Regions from separate parts of the Callithrix jacchus genome. Here region 2 is linked to region 1. A link is a contact called in public Hi-C data. All regions are on one chromosome and are shown on one strand. Each heading gives the region's core, a stretch centred on a gene start, on an enhancer-like site or on the middle of the called end of the contact. The rest is flanking DNA. Distances are from core to core; before and after follow the strand shown.

Evidence for each region. Hi-C and Micro-C count contacts between places; a contact is called where the count stands out from the background.
Region 2: a Hi-C map of skeletal muscle shows a contact between it and region 1, with 3 times the contacts expected there. The contact joins the promoter of PTPN12 here to the promoter of RSBN1L in region 1. A contact is called at or near these places in 2 of 3 Hi-C or Micro-C datasets (both in skeletal muscle).

The regions. Positions count from the first base shown.
Region 1 is chr11:72,430,315-72,437,086 of calJac240_pri, reverse strand. It overlaps RSBN1L (round spermatid basic protein 1 like), which reads left to right and starts at 2,660. Exons shown (of 8, transcript XM_002751664.7): 1 at 2,660-3,247. The coding sequence starts at 2,671.
Region 2 is chr11:72,591,745-72,598,516 of calJac240_pri, reverse strand. PTPN12 (protein tyrosine phosphatase non-receptor type 12) reads left to right here and starts at 3,794. Exons shown (of 18, transcript XR_013524060.1): 1 at 3,794-4,242. It overlaps GSAP (gamma-secretase activating protein), which reads right to left and starts at 3,509. Exons shown (of 37, transcript XM_078343041.1): 1 at 3,410-3,509; 2 at 2,748-2,844.

The sequences.
Region 1 (6,772 bases), core at 1,411-3,910:
CAGATTTGTCAAGGTGGTAGAATACAATACTGTAATGTAATGCCAGGAGTAACAAATGCATGCAGGCAAGGGTATAGCTTAACTGAGCCCTTAAGAAGTCAGACATGCATGCTAGAGATCAGAGAATGAGTGGTGCAAATTTCCAGGCATTACACAAATGTATGTTAGAGACACTTTTCTAGAACAGGAGGGTTAACAATTAAAAAATGAATTTAATTGTAATAGTTTCAGTGTGATTTTGAAAAGCTTCTTGAATGTGGCATAAGTTGAGTGTGGAAGGGACCTTAGTGATCATGTAATCAAATTTACTCACTTAACAGGTAAGAAAACAGAGGTCCTGACAAGTGAAGCAGTCTAAGGTTACAAAACTAGTGTGTTAGCAGATGATTTCCAGCCTAATCAGTCTACTCTCTCACCAATGCTACTTTTCTTGAAGACATCTGCTGCCAGTCAATTCCAATTAGAAAGTTTTCAGTGTTACATATTAAATACTTTTATTACTTAAAAAAGTTTGAGGCACCTAAAAATAAGTCCATTCTTGGAGACATCTGCTGTCAGTCAGTTCCAATTAGAAAGTTTTCAGTTACATATTAAATACTTTTATTACTTAGAAAATTTTGAGGCACCTAAAAATAAGTCCATCCTTGAAGACATCTGCTGCCAGTCAATTCCAATTAGAAAGTTTTCACTGTTACATATTAAATACTATTATTACTTTAAAACTTTTGAGGCACCTAAAAATAAGTCCATAAACCAATCAATATTAAATGTTGACTCCAAAACATTCCTTTCTTTTTTTTTTTTTGAGATAGAGTCTCACTCTGTTGCCCAGGCTGGAGTGCAGTGGTTCGATCTCTGCTCACTGCAACCTCCTGAGGTCAAGCGATTTTCTTGCCTCAGCCTCCCGGGTAGCCGGGACTACAGGCATGCACCACCACTCCCGGCTAATTTTTTTCTATTTTTAGTAGAGACAGGGTTTCACCATGTTGGTCAGGCTGGTTTCAAAATCCAGACCTCAGGTGAGCCATTCACCACAGCCTCCCAAAGTGCTGGGATTACAGGTGTGAGCCACTGTGCCCAGCAAAAAAAAAAAAAATCTTAAAAAAATAAAAGGGAAACAAAAATTTCCACCTTCCCTAGGTCACAAAAATGAAAATTCCTGAAAGGTTACTTTTAAATGTTTCCAGAAAGTAACAGGCAATTTAGGACTGGGCAAGGCCTGATAACAGTGCATTATAGTGTAATACAATGCAAGGAGTAACAAATTCATTTCTGAGTCTTAGGACTTACATCCTCTCACTGGTCATCTCCGGACTTGACTACTTTTATTTTTCCATCTATTTCTTTTACTTTCTGATTTCATGTGAGATCTATGAATTAAATTAGAATCATGTTCTTTGCTGTGGTTCCAACTGTAATCCATCTCCTTACATTCCTTATCTTCTAAGCTCCCCAAATTGCTTATCTTTGAAGCAAAAATCAAAGCACATGGTTACAAAACATCAAAAGCACAGTGTGCTTACTAAATGCCAAAATACAGAAACCTAACAAAAATTATTGCTTTTCAAACATCTATAAATAATTGCCAACGAATTTTTCTTGGCAAGTCTGTTATAATAATTATAATAAAATTTAAATCTTAAGACAGGGCATGGTGGCTCACGCCTGTAATCCCAGCACTTTGGGAAGCCGAGGCGGGCGGATCACCTGAGGTCAGGAGTTCGGGTCCAGCCTGGCCAAAATGGTGAAACCTCAACTCTACTAAAAATACAAAAATTAGCTGGGCATGGTGTCGGGCGCCTGTAGTCCCTGTTACTCAGGAGGCCGAGACAGGAGAAACGCTTGAATCAGGAGGTGGAGGTTGCAGTGAGCCGAGATCGCACCACTGCACTCCAGCCTGGATGACAGAGCGAAATTCTGTCTCAATAAATAAATAAATAAAAATTAAAATCTTAAGGGTCTAGTCACAACAGTTCAAAAAGTATCCGAACCCAGGGAGACTCTTACCTTCAAGCTTGGAAGTAATCCCAAAGTTCTAGACTTGCCGGAAGTTATCTCCCACAAGGGATTATAGCACATGATCTAGCAATAGTAACATACCTTGTCACCACACCAAATAATTTTGAGTACCTCCCATCAATCGACTACGGACTAACAAAAGGAAGAACTTGATTCTCGTCATATTTTGCTCTTCTGAACTGAGTATCCCTGAAATCCAGCTTTCTGAACGCGCAGATGCAGGGTGAGAGGCACCCCCGGAAAACTGGAAGGGAAAGTGCTACAAGTTAAAACAGTCTTCGTGGCAGCAGAGACGATCGCTACCGCGGCCATGGCAGATCTGGGGGTCCGGGGCGGGAGTTCTTCCGTGATATCCGCGGGGCACCCGAGTTCACGCTGGCGACAGTCGAAAGTCCTCCCAGCGTAGTGCTCCACCACTAGCCGCACCCCGCCGAGCTCTGACCTCCAAAGAGGGTCCGTTTGGCAATCCCGCCCCTTTGTCTGATGTTTGTGCCTTTGATTGGCTCTTATGTGAATCCCTCAGCGTGGCTCGCCCAATGAAGGTCTCGGCAGGTGGCCCGACCGCTCCGCCCCTTCCCTACCCCTCGCGGAGGGCCCGCCCCCTGCCCCGCGCCGGCGAGCGGAGGAGAGTAAATACAACAGGAGCGCAAGATGGCGGAACCGCCGAGCCCCGTTCACGGTGTAGCTGCCGCCGCCCCCACCGCCACCGTCTCGGAGAAAGAACCGTTCGGCAAGCTGCAGCCCTCCTCCCGGGACCATCCGGGTCCTCTGTCCACCAAGAAGGTCCGGACTGAGGAGAAGAAGGCACCGCGGAGAGTCAACGGAGAAGGGGGCAGCGGCGGGAACAGCAGGCAGCTGCAGCCGCCGGCTACACCTTCGCCTCAGAGCTATGGCAGCCCAGCGTCTTGGAGCTTTGCCGCTCTGTCTGCTGCTCCCTCCCCATCCTCTTCTCGGAGCAGTTTCTCTTTCTCCGCTGGCACGGCGGTTCCCTCAGCCTCCGCTTCCTTGTCTCAGCCGGTGCCGCGCAAACTGCTGGTCCCTCCTACGCTGCTGCACGCTCAGCCTCACCATCTCCTCCTGCCCGCCGCCGCCGCCTCGGCCAACGCCAAGTCGCGCAGACCTAAGGAGAAGCGGGAGAAAGAGAAGAGGAGGCACGGGCTCGGCGGGGTCGGAGAGGCCGGCGGGACAGCCCGGGAGGAGAACGGGGAGGTGAAGCCGCTGCCGCGAGGTGGGTGCCGGACGCGGGCGAGGGGAGGAGGGCGCCGCGGGTCCCCGCCGCCCCCTGGCGCCCGCGGGACCCGGGAAGGGGGAGTGCGGCGGCCGCGTGCGCCAGCCTGGACTGGGTGGGAGGCGTTCGGTTTTCGGGAGAGGATTTTGCAGTTCCCAAGGGGACAGGAAATGGAGCCTGTAATTTTGGTTGCAGGGAGGGGGATGGCCGATACTTTTATTATCTGTGTCGTTTCTTCCTCCCAGTTAGTGCGTTGCAGGATTTGTAAAAATGGATCTTGAGGACTCTCCTATGTGTGTGTTTGGCTAGGGAGGGAGATGGAGGGAACGGGATGGGGGAAGGGTTTGGTCTTGTAAAAGATGCTTGATTGATAGACCATTTAGACGTGGTCCCGGGAATTCGTATTTGTGACACAGCCTTCAACTCCAGATAATTCTGTCAAAAAAGGGGTGTGGAGGGCACTGGCGTCAGCTGGAAGTTACCAGAGGCCTGAGCATTTCATCCCTATTAGGGAAATGAGGTAGCGTGCAGGGCCCGAAGTGCGCTGTTTCGTAAGGTACCCTCCCTGCACCCTACTCTCCGTTTTGGGTGGTCCTGTTTGAAATACCACCCTTCAGAAAGAATTTTCAGCCATATTCTTCTTTTCCTGAAGCAAATGATAAAACCAGGAGCTTTGACGATTTTTGCCTACCTCAAGCGGCTGCAGAATGTTTGAACATTAGAAAAAGGCAAATTCTTAAGCCTTCTTGTCAAACAGGGTCAGTGTTGTTTTTAAAACAAAACTACACTAGTCGTATAATTTTTCAGATAGTATTTCTTTAAAACAGGTGTTTCTACCACTTCAGATACACAATGATCTGACAATAGTGCAACATGCAGACTGGTTGAAAATCAAATCTTTATGTGATCGCAAGCTTAAAGCGCATAACCTTTATTATAAATGTTCACTGCTACACAGTGTTGTCAAATAAACTTTTTGTTTTTTAGAAAAAAATGAAATGTCAAGTAGTTTTAGGATTGCTGATCTAACAGTAGCTTAGATCATGAAAAATTCTCTCTTATAATTAGAATGGTTTGTTTTCACAACTTAAAACATGCGGCATATGCATGTAGCAATAGTGCCACTTCTTCCTTGATGTTTTTTGCCTGTAGCAAAGCTTTGACATCTAAGCATAGCCATCAGGGACTCTGGTGCAATGTAAAGATCTCTCGGCTTTTGGGAGTGTTGCTTGTAGGAAAGTGACTTTGAGGATGGGATTTTTGGTACTTTTATTCAGGAATTTTAGGTGGTTAGTATTTTAAAACTATTTTGTCTTAACGATTATATGTAAAATTTAGGGTATAAGTGCCTGGAAGTCCATCCAAAGGCAGTTTGGGATCATCAGTACTATTCGTGGTATGTAAACTGTACATTTGCTTTAAGTTCTCTGAAAGAGGAAGTGAATATGAATATTACGTAGTTGGAGGAATGGAATAGCTGAGAAGAAATAAGTAAGCATTCTTTAACAGTTTTGACTTAAAATGTGGAATACACAAATGGTCCTTAAAGAGAAATTTTTATAGTTCTATTACATTTAGAATCCTTCTTTTGAGGGTTAACATTAATGTTATTAATCCAGAATATAAACAGTGATAGCTTTTACATTAAGATTTGGAAATGATCTTTTCCCATGACCTGTGTGGGTTTTTTGGAGTAGTGACAAGATATCAGCACTACTGTAAGATTTTCATTTTTTCAGACAGGAATGCTGTCTCATTGAGGAAAAACTATCAGAGAAACAGATTGCTCTTCAGTGTCTTGGTGGTAAATTTAATGGTGAAAATTTTTCGCTTGTAACTTGGGGAATACTTATATTTTTCTAAAGTTTAGATTTAACTGAATTTGAGGTTCTGTTTTAACCAATTAAGGTTCTTAAATAGTGTTATTAACAAGTGGTACAGCCTGGCGCGGTGGCTCACACCTGTAATCGTAGCTTTGGCAGACTGAGATGGGTGGATCACCTGAGGTCAGGAGTTCGAGATCAGTCTGGCCATCATGGTGAAACCCCATCTTTAAAAAAATAAATAAATAAAAAAGTAAAAAAAGAAAAAAAACAAGTGTTATAGCAAGAATACATATATGCCTTTATTATAGATATGACTGCAAATATGAAAGTCCTAATTTGTAATACAATGCTAATTTCTCTGTGCTTTTTGTAAAAATCTTAGTGAATGGGTGACCAAGTGTCTGTTTAGGTATATATGTCTTTTTAGTGTTCCTCTAAGCTGGCTGTGCATAGTTCAGTAACCCCGCAATTATCGACAGCTGGCTGCTTGAACAGCCTAAGTCAGAACCAGAACTTAGCTATAAAGACATCTAAACAAGGAAAAGAAATTCTCCCTCAACGAAACAAAACTGAACCACACACACCCGAACGACCTAGCCTGCACCCCAACTCGATTAAACAATTAAACTCCTGTATTTATTTATAATAGGACTTTTTAAAAAGTCCTAAGTCAGAACTGCTTTATTTTTACATTGGTGACCATTCTAACAATGTATTTGGATTAAATGAAAGCATGTATATGAAATGGCCTAGCAGGGCCTTTAGTAAATGTTATTTGACTCTGAAACAAAGTTAATAAATTTTTTAACCCTATAACTAATTAAAAGGTGGGTGAATCCTGATAGAGGAAGGATCATTGACAGATTTGAAAGTTAAGTATGATGAACAAGAGAATTATGAAAGTTTACTAGTATAGGCCCATTTTGTTCCAGGGCTTGATGCCTTATACACCCACAGCCTCTAAGGCCATCTAGTCATAATGCTGTAGCTGACTTGCATGATAGCTTGACTCACCAAGTAAAAGTTAAATTTCTATTTAAAAAAGGAAAACTGCAAAATATTTTAGATTTTTAAAACCAGAAAATAACCTGATTTTAGTGCATATAGAGGTAATTTACTGAAGAATTAATAAATTTTCCTGTAACACTGAATAAATTATGGAATTGGTAAATGTAGAAAGTCAAAGGGGACATATACTGAGGGTACCCAAAATTGAGAATTGTTTTATGGCAAATAACACAACAAATATTTCATTAGATATCAATGTGCCTTCACCGATTCCAGTAACCAATAAAATCTGTATAGACTTTTTAACTTTTGTTAGTATTGTTGCTTTGTATTTAACTTATTTTCCTTAAAATGACCCTGTGAAGTATTTCAAGACAAAACCAGAATATTTTACTGAATTTTTGCCTTGAAAGTGTAGTTGCAGAATTTAACTGTAATGAAAATAGTAGCTTTTCTTAGAATCAAATAATTTGAGGTATATAAATATGAGTGATTTCAAAGGGATGGGTGTCTGAAGATTTTTCTAAATATACTCTCCTCCAGTAGTTACTGTACAATTTTAGGTTAAATTCATATTCAGAGTTTTTATCATGTGACTAAATATTTGTCTCTGCTGAGGGAATAATTTACTGTGATTTTATTTACTGGTTAACCTTTTGTTTTTCATGTCTCATTTTTTTTGTTTGCTTAG
Region 2 (6,772 bases), core at 2,545-5,044, 160 kb before region 1:
GCTCCTATCCTCAGAAACCTCTTATGGCTCCCATGCCTACAGTCTCAACATCTTCCAGACCCTTGACTACTTTGGAGCTTGCCCATCTATACAAATGTTCTACTTCAAACTTCTGCTTTGCCAACTTCATGCTTTTTTATCAATTCTCTTGCCGGGGTGTTCGACTTCCTGTTCAAACCTCTGTGACCACCTCATGCTGACAGCCCAGTCCACAATTCTCTCTCCTCAGAATTGTTAAACTGTATCACTCTTTGACATTTATTAACTTAAAGTAACTAAGAATTTATTGTTTATCCTGTCTCCTGAACTAGATGTTCATTCCTTAGGAGAAAGAGCTACCTCTGAAACATTTTTGTATCTAACACACATAGCATAAATCCTCATATGCTAATATGTTCAAAAACCATCTCTAGATTGAAACAAGACCTAAATGTAAGAAAAAGAAAAAGCTAGCCAGATGCCAAGAAAAGCACTGCTAAACCTTTCCAAAGAGTTGGCCGGGAGCTGTGGCTCACCCCTGTAATCCCAGAACTTTGGGAGGCCGAGGCGGGTGAATCATTTGAGGTCAGGGGTCGAGACTAGCCTGGCCAACATGGTGAAACCCCGTCTCTACTAAAAATTCAAAAAAATTAGCTGGTCATAGTGGTGGGGGCCTGTAATCCCAGCTACTGGGAGGCTGAGGCAGGAGAATCACTTGAACCCAAGAGGCGGAGACTGCAGTGAACCGAGATCAAGCCACTGCACTACAGCCTGGGCAATTGAGCGAGACTCTGTCTCAAAAAAAAAAAAAAAGAAATTCCTGGAGATACTTTACATAAATTTTCCCAAACCTAGCAGCAGATGCCAAAGGTAGCTGGTGATAACTCAAGAAACTCTCAAATGTTGCAAGAGAGAGAAAGAAGCTTGCCAATAAGAGGAAACGTTTAAAAAAAAAGACTAAAAACACCAGCCAAAATAGGACTCAATACCTTAAACTAAGTAATGCTTCTCATCCAACATTATAGCACACTATACTAGACTGTTACACAATTTGTCCAGCATATAATCTTTACCGATCACTGTCTGGTTGGTACATTCTTTTGACATATCAAAAGTGGAGGCACTCCTGATTATCTATTCATTTATCTTCCTACAGTCGAATTTCTCTTCCATTTCTGAGGGTCATCTACAGTGAGCATGATCAAGCCCTGATTCTGGCCTTTTCTCACATCTCATGAAACTTCAGTCTATCTAGTTAAAGTAAAATACACAGACCCTTTTTTCAAATAAAGTTTACCTTAGAAATTAAACTATTCCTTTAAGTGAATTTTTGAAATACAGAGCAAAACTGTATCTCTTTGCATGCACATACATATATAAAGGCATGGGAAAAGATTTGGAAAGACATAACTCAAAGTGCTTCTTTTCTTTCTCTTTCTTTCACGTGAAGTGCTTATTTCTTTTTTCTCTTTTTTTTTTTTTTGAGATGGATTTTCGCTCTTGTTGCCCAGGCTGGAGGGTAATGGTATGATCTTGGCTCAATGCAACCTCAGTCTCCCGAGTTTAAGCGATTCTCCTGCTTTAGCCTCCCGAGTAGCTGGGATTACGGGCATGCACCACCATGCCAGGCTAGTTTTTTGTGTTTTTAGTTGAAATGGGGTTTCTCCAAGACCAGCCTGAGGTCTCGAACCCCTGACCTCAGGTGATAGGCCCGCCTCGGCCTCCCAAAGTGACCAATCCAAAGGGATTAACAGGCGTGAGCCATAGTGTCCGACCTTTTTAGACGGAGTCTCGCTCTGTTGCCCAGGCTGGAGTGCTGCGGCGCCATCTCGGCTCACTGAAATATCCATATCCATTTCCATTTCCCCGGTTCAAGCAATTCTGCCTCAGCCTCCGGAGTAGCTGGGACTACAGGCATGTCCCACCACACCCACCTAATTTTTGAATTTTTGGCAGAGACAGGGTCTGAAGTGCATAGTTCTTGGGTGGATATATTAGTTGGATTACTTTAAGAAAAATATTTTTCTTTTTTTTTTTTTAAGAAGTAAATGAATTGTATCCTGTTACTCACACCTATTTTCTTACCTTTTTTTTTTTTTTTAAGACAGGCCTCACTCCCGTCTCCCAGGTTGGATCACCATCACGGCTCACTGCAGCCTCTGCCTCCTGGGTTCAGGTGATCCTCACATCTCAGCCTTTCAAAGTTCTGGAATTACAGGCGTGAGCCACCACGCCCAGCCTACACCTATTTTATTCAACGAGTTTTTCACTAAATTCCATGGTGTTCCTAACTTTTATCTAAGAAAGTATTCTACCACTGATATTTCCTATTATAACCAAATTCCCTGACCACTGTGCTCTGTAAAAAAAAGTTTGTGGGTATAAATGACCTAAGTCAGTTCACAGGTCAAGTTCTTTCAGTTCTGTCACACTGTGAAAGGTCACTGTTGTTAAAGTAAAATAACTTGTGTTCTAGTTACGGCTCTGCTAAGAATATGCTGGGGGATGTCAGAAAGCCATTTTATTTGTAAAATGATGAGTTAGACCAGAATACATTCTCTGACAGAAGTTTACAAGGATGAATAAAGACTTATAGGCCAGGCGCAGTGGCTCACGCCTATAATCTCAACAATTTCAGAAGTCGAGGGGTGAAGATCCCTTGAGCACAGGAGTTCGACATCATTCTGGGCAACCTAGTGAGACCCCCTTCTCTACCAAAAATAAAAATATAAATTAAAAAAATGTATTAGTTGGGCTTGGTGACGTACTGAGGCAGGAGGATCCCTTGAGTCCAGGTGTTCAAGGATGCAGGGAGCCGTGATCATAGCACTGCACTTCAGCCTGGGCGACAGAGCAAGACCTTGGCTGGCTCCATTAAAAAAAAGAAGAAAAAAGAAAAAGATTTATAAAGATTTAATAGATTTACAAAGTCTGTTCTACGGGGGAAAAGTTTCCCATTCATTTCTGAACTGCTGTGAACCTAAAGACAGGAAGACAAATTCCCTTCAGTTCGGCAAACACAAGAGTTCCCACTACCGCATCGTCTGTGAAGAAGGCACTCCGAACCTCAGGCGCTCAGTCGCCAGGTTTTAGAGAATGCGCAAAGAATAAAAGTCTGTTACCCAGGAAGCGTTTCGCTTCCCTTCGCTGGAGCCACGTTCAAGGTGCCAAAGCCTAACTGCTGTCCACTCTCAGCAATGTTAGCAAAATGAGCACCTACCTGCTGCGAACGTGGCGGTGACACTACTACAGTTCCCGGCCTGCCTCCCGCCCGCCCCCGGCCCGTCCCCGCCTGTCCCGGCTCCTGGACTCCACAGGCCGCGACTTGTAGTCCGAGCCTACGGCTGGCGGCGGCGTGGGACTCTTGAAAATTGCTTTTCCTCCTTAGTAGGCGGTGAGACCGCAAATTCCAGCAGAATTCTACTCTCACCGACTAGGACTTGCCCGGCTCAGAGTCGCATTCCCTTCACTGGGCAACCATCTCACCTCCCAATGCTACTCCGACTTCTGAGCACCCCGAACGGGGCCACGCCCCGGAAATGGAGTCAGGTCTCCAGGCCGCCCGCAGAAGCGCCTTCCAGCCACTCCAAGACGGGCTGGGACCCGCGGGGCGGGGTTGGGGGCGTGACCTGGAGGCGGGCGGGGGTGGATCGGCGGGCGCAGCGCTTGGGGCGGAGCCGCAGCGCGAGCCCGCGCATCTGGGTGGCGGCGGGGACGCGCCCGTTGGGAGAGGCGGCTGCGGCTGCGGCTGCTGGCGGGGGGGTGGGGGGGGAGGAAGAACCGGGAAGGGGGGGCAGGGCGAGCGGAGAGCTCTGTTCCTGAGGTGGCGGCGGCGGCGGCGGCGGCGGCGTCGTCTACGACGGAGGAGGAGGGCGGGGAAGGAGGATGGAGCAAGCTGGGGGTTGGGGTTGGCGCTAGCCGCAGCGGCTTGTCTCGTACTGTGGGAGAGTGGCGGCTGCTTCTGGAAGTTGTGGTGTCGCGATCCCCGGTGCCGCCGCAGCCGCCGCCTGGGGCGGTGGGAAGGAGGAGGGAGCCGCGGGGCTTGGCGGGGGTCGGGAGGGAGGGACGTGCTGGGGGAGCGAGCTGGGGAAGACGGAGCGGGCTCTGCGCCGGGCGGGCGGGCGGCGGGGGGGCCAGCGACCGCAACCGGGGGGACGCGGGAGGATGGAGCAAGTGGAGATCCTGAGGAAATTCATCCAGAGGGTCCAGGCCATGAAGAGTCCCGACCACAATGGGGAGGACAACTTCGCCCGGGACTTCATGGTGAGTCTCTCCCCTCGCTGTCGCCCTGTCTCGCCGGCGCCGGAGCCCATCACTGTCTCTCCCGGCCCGGCCGCCAGTGCTTTGTGTACCTCTGTGAGGAGAGCGGCGGAGGGGGCGCGCACCAACCCGGCGGTACGGGTGGACTCGGAAGCCGGCGGGAGGCGAGACCTTCTCCTTCCCTCGGCCTCCTTTCTTCTCCCGTGTTCGCGACCCACGCGCGGGCGCCCGGGACGCGAAGGGAGCGGCCGCGCGGCCGAGCCCGCAGCCTGCACCGCGGCTCGCGACCACCTATTGTTTACCCGGTCGGGAGCCGGAGGCTAGTGAGGTGCAGGCCGGCGGGACGGAGGGGGCTCGCGTTTCCACACCTCCCCGCCCAGTCCGCTCCTCCCTGGAGGGTCGAGGCAGGATCTGGCTGTGACCCGGAGGAGTGCAGATCGCGACTGACAGAGGGACAGGGGACGGGGGGATTGAGGTTAGCACTAATTCCTGGGGTCCCTTTGCTCCAGCTGGTCTCAAAGCGGGCGAAGTAGGACTTCTGTTTCTGGCGGTGCAGTCATGATCTCCAACGCTTGGGAAAGGATTGTCCATAAGGAATCTCATGGGTTTACCTAATTTGCATTTACCCGCGTCTTCTCTCCTGAGACCCAGGTTTGAAGTGGTCTTGGGGGTCCGAGTGACTCTAGGTTCAGGGAGTAAGTGTGGGTGGGGGGGATTATCCTGAAGGAAGCTGATTTCGGACTCCCCAGGGGATGTTGCCGAAGGCGGAGGGGATGTGACTATCACTTCCTATCCGGGGTGGGGGTGGGGAACTTGGGAACAATAGTCCTGGTGGGGCGGAGGCAACGCTAAGGGCCGAAGCCCTGAACTGGGAGATAACCTTCCCGGTGCCCCCCCTCGCTCCGCCGCCCCCCACTTTCCGCCCTCTGCTTGTGCAAGCAGGCTTGAGAGGAGGTGAAGGTTAAAAGTCTTATTCGTGAAATTGGTCTAGATAACGCTGTTGCTCCAGCTCACTATGAGGGGGTCAGATCCGAAGGCGTGGGACCAGAAGTCGACTTCCTACATTATCGACCCCCCACCCCCGCCTCTTTTATTTTCTGCTGGACACTGTTCCCTCTAGGGTTGTTTCCCGGCTTAGGAGGCGGTGGTTGCGGCTGCTGCTCCTACGGATATTGCGCAAGACTGGGGCGTTGGAAACCCTGTAGGTCTGGGGAATGGAAAAGGAAGTGGGACTTTGGGAAGTGGTTGCTCCTTAGCCTTGGTGGGGATTGGGAATAGGAAAACAGCTAGGGAAAATTTTTATTCTGGATAAGATAAACCTCCAAGAATAATGACTTAACTCTGAAATTGGATTATGAAAAGGATACACAGTTAATATCTTTAAAATGAATGGGCAGCAAACATTGGCTAGTTTTTATTTAAAAGTGCAGTAGTTTTTATGGTACAGGTGATATGACTTAGTAGTGAAATACTTTTTCACGTTTTAAAGAGATTTCGGTCTAGTAAAGCTTTAGCGTTAAATTTTTAACAGCTTATAAAATAGGTCCTTGACCTTAACACTATATTATAGTAGTAGTATCGTTGAGCTTTGTGATTCCTGCATCCCCAGACCAATAATAGAGGATGGAAGTAAAGTTCTCTCAGTATCTTTTGAAGATTGAAAATAAAAGTTAAATAATCTAACTTATTCCTTATTAAAAATAAAAATATTCCTTATATTTAAACATTTGCTGTTGATATTTACCGTACTTTTGAAAAATTACTTTTTGATCTGAAAGGGTTAAGAGGGCATTTTCCCTTTTTACTGTTGAGAGTTTTTCATTGCGTTGATATCTTTTGAATGGTGTCATTTATGGTAATTGGATGGCATCCCCTTTTTTACCACTTTCTAAAACGTTGGTTTGTTTTTTTTTGAGAGGGGGGTCTCATTCTGCGCTCTGCGACTCAGGCTGGTGTGCGGTGGTACAATCTCAGCTCACTGAAACCTCCGCCACCCAGGTTCAAGCATTCTCCTGCCTCAGCCTCCCAGGTAGCTGTGATTACAGGTGGCAAGTCACCATGCCTCGCTAATTTTTGTATTTTAGTAGAGATGGTGTTTAGCCATAATGGCCAGGCTGGTCTCAAACTCCTGATCTCAAGTGATCCACCTGCCTTGGCCATCCAAAGTACTTGGATTACAGGCATGAGCTACCACACCTGGCCTAAAACTAGTATTTTACCATCTTATTTTGGTTATGGAAGAAGAGATGATGTGGTCCCTGGTCATTTCTTGTTTGCATGCTAGTTATCTTGTTATCCCTAGGCATATCCTATCAGGAAGGAGCATTGTTTGGTGATGCAGGCCATCAGGACAGGTGCCCAGCCTCTGAACTCCTATACTGGGGAAGTAGCCTTAGGGTTCATGCTTTGTGGATGAGTCAGGGATTCCTATTGGAGAGTTCATTTTTTTTTTTGAGAAGGAGTCTCACACTGTGTCACCCAGGCTGGAGTGCAGTGGTGCAACCTCGGCTTGTCCGCCTCCTGGGTTCAAGGG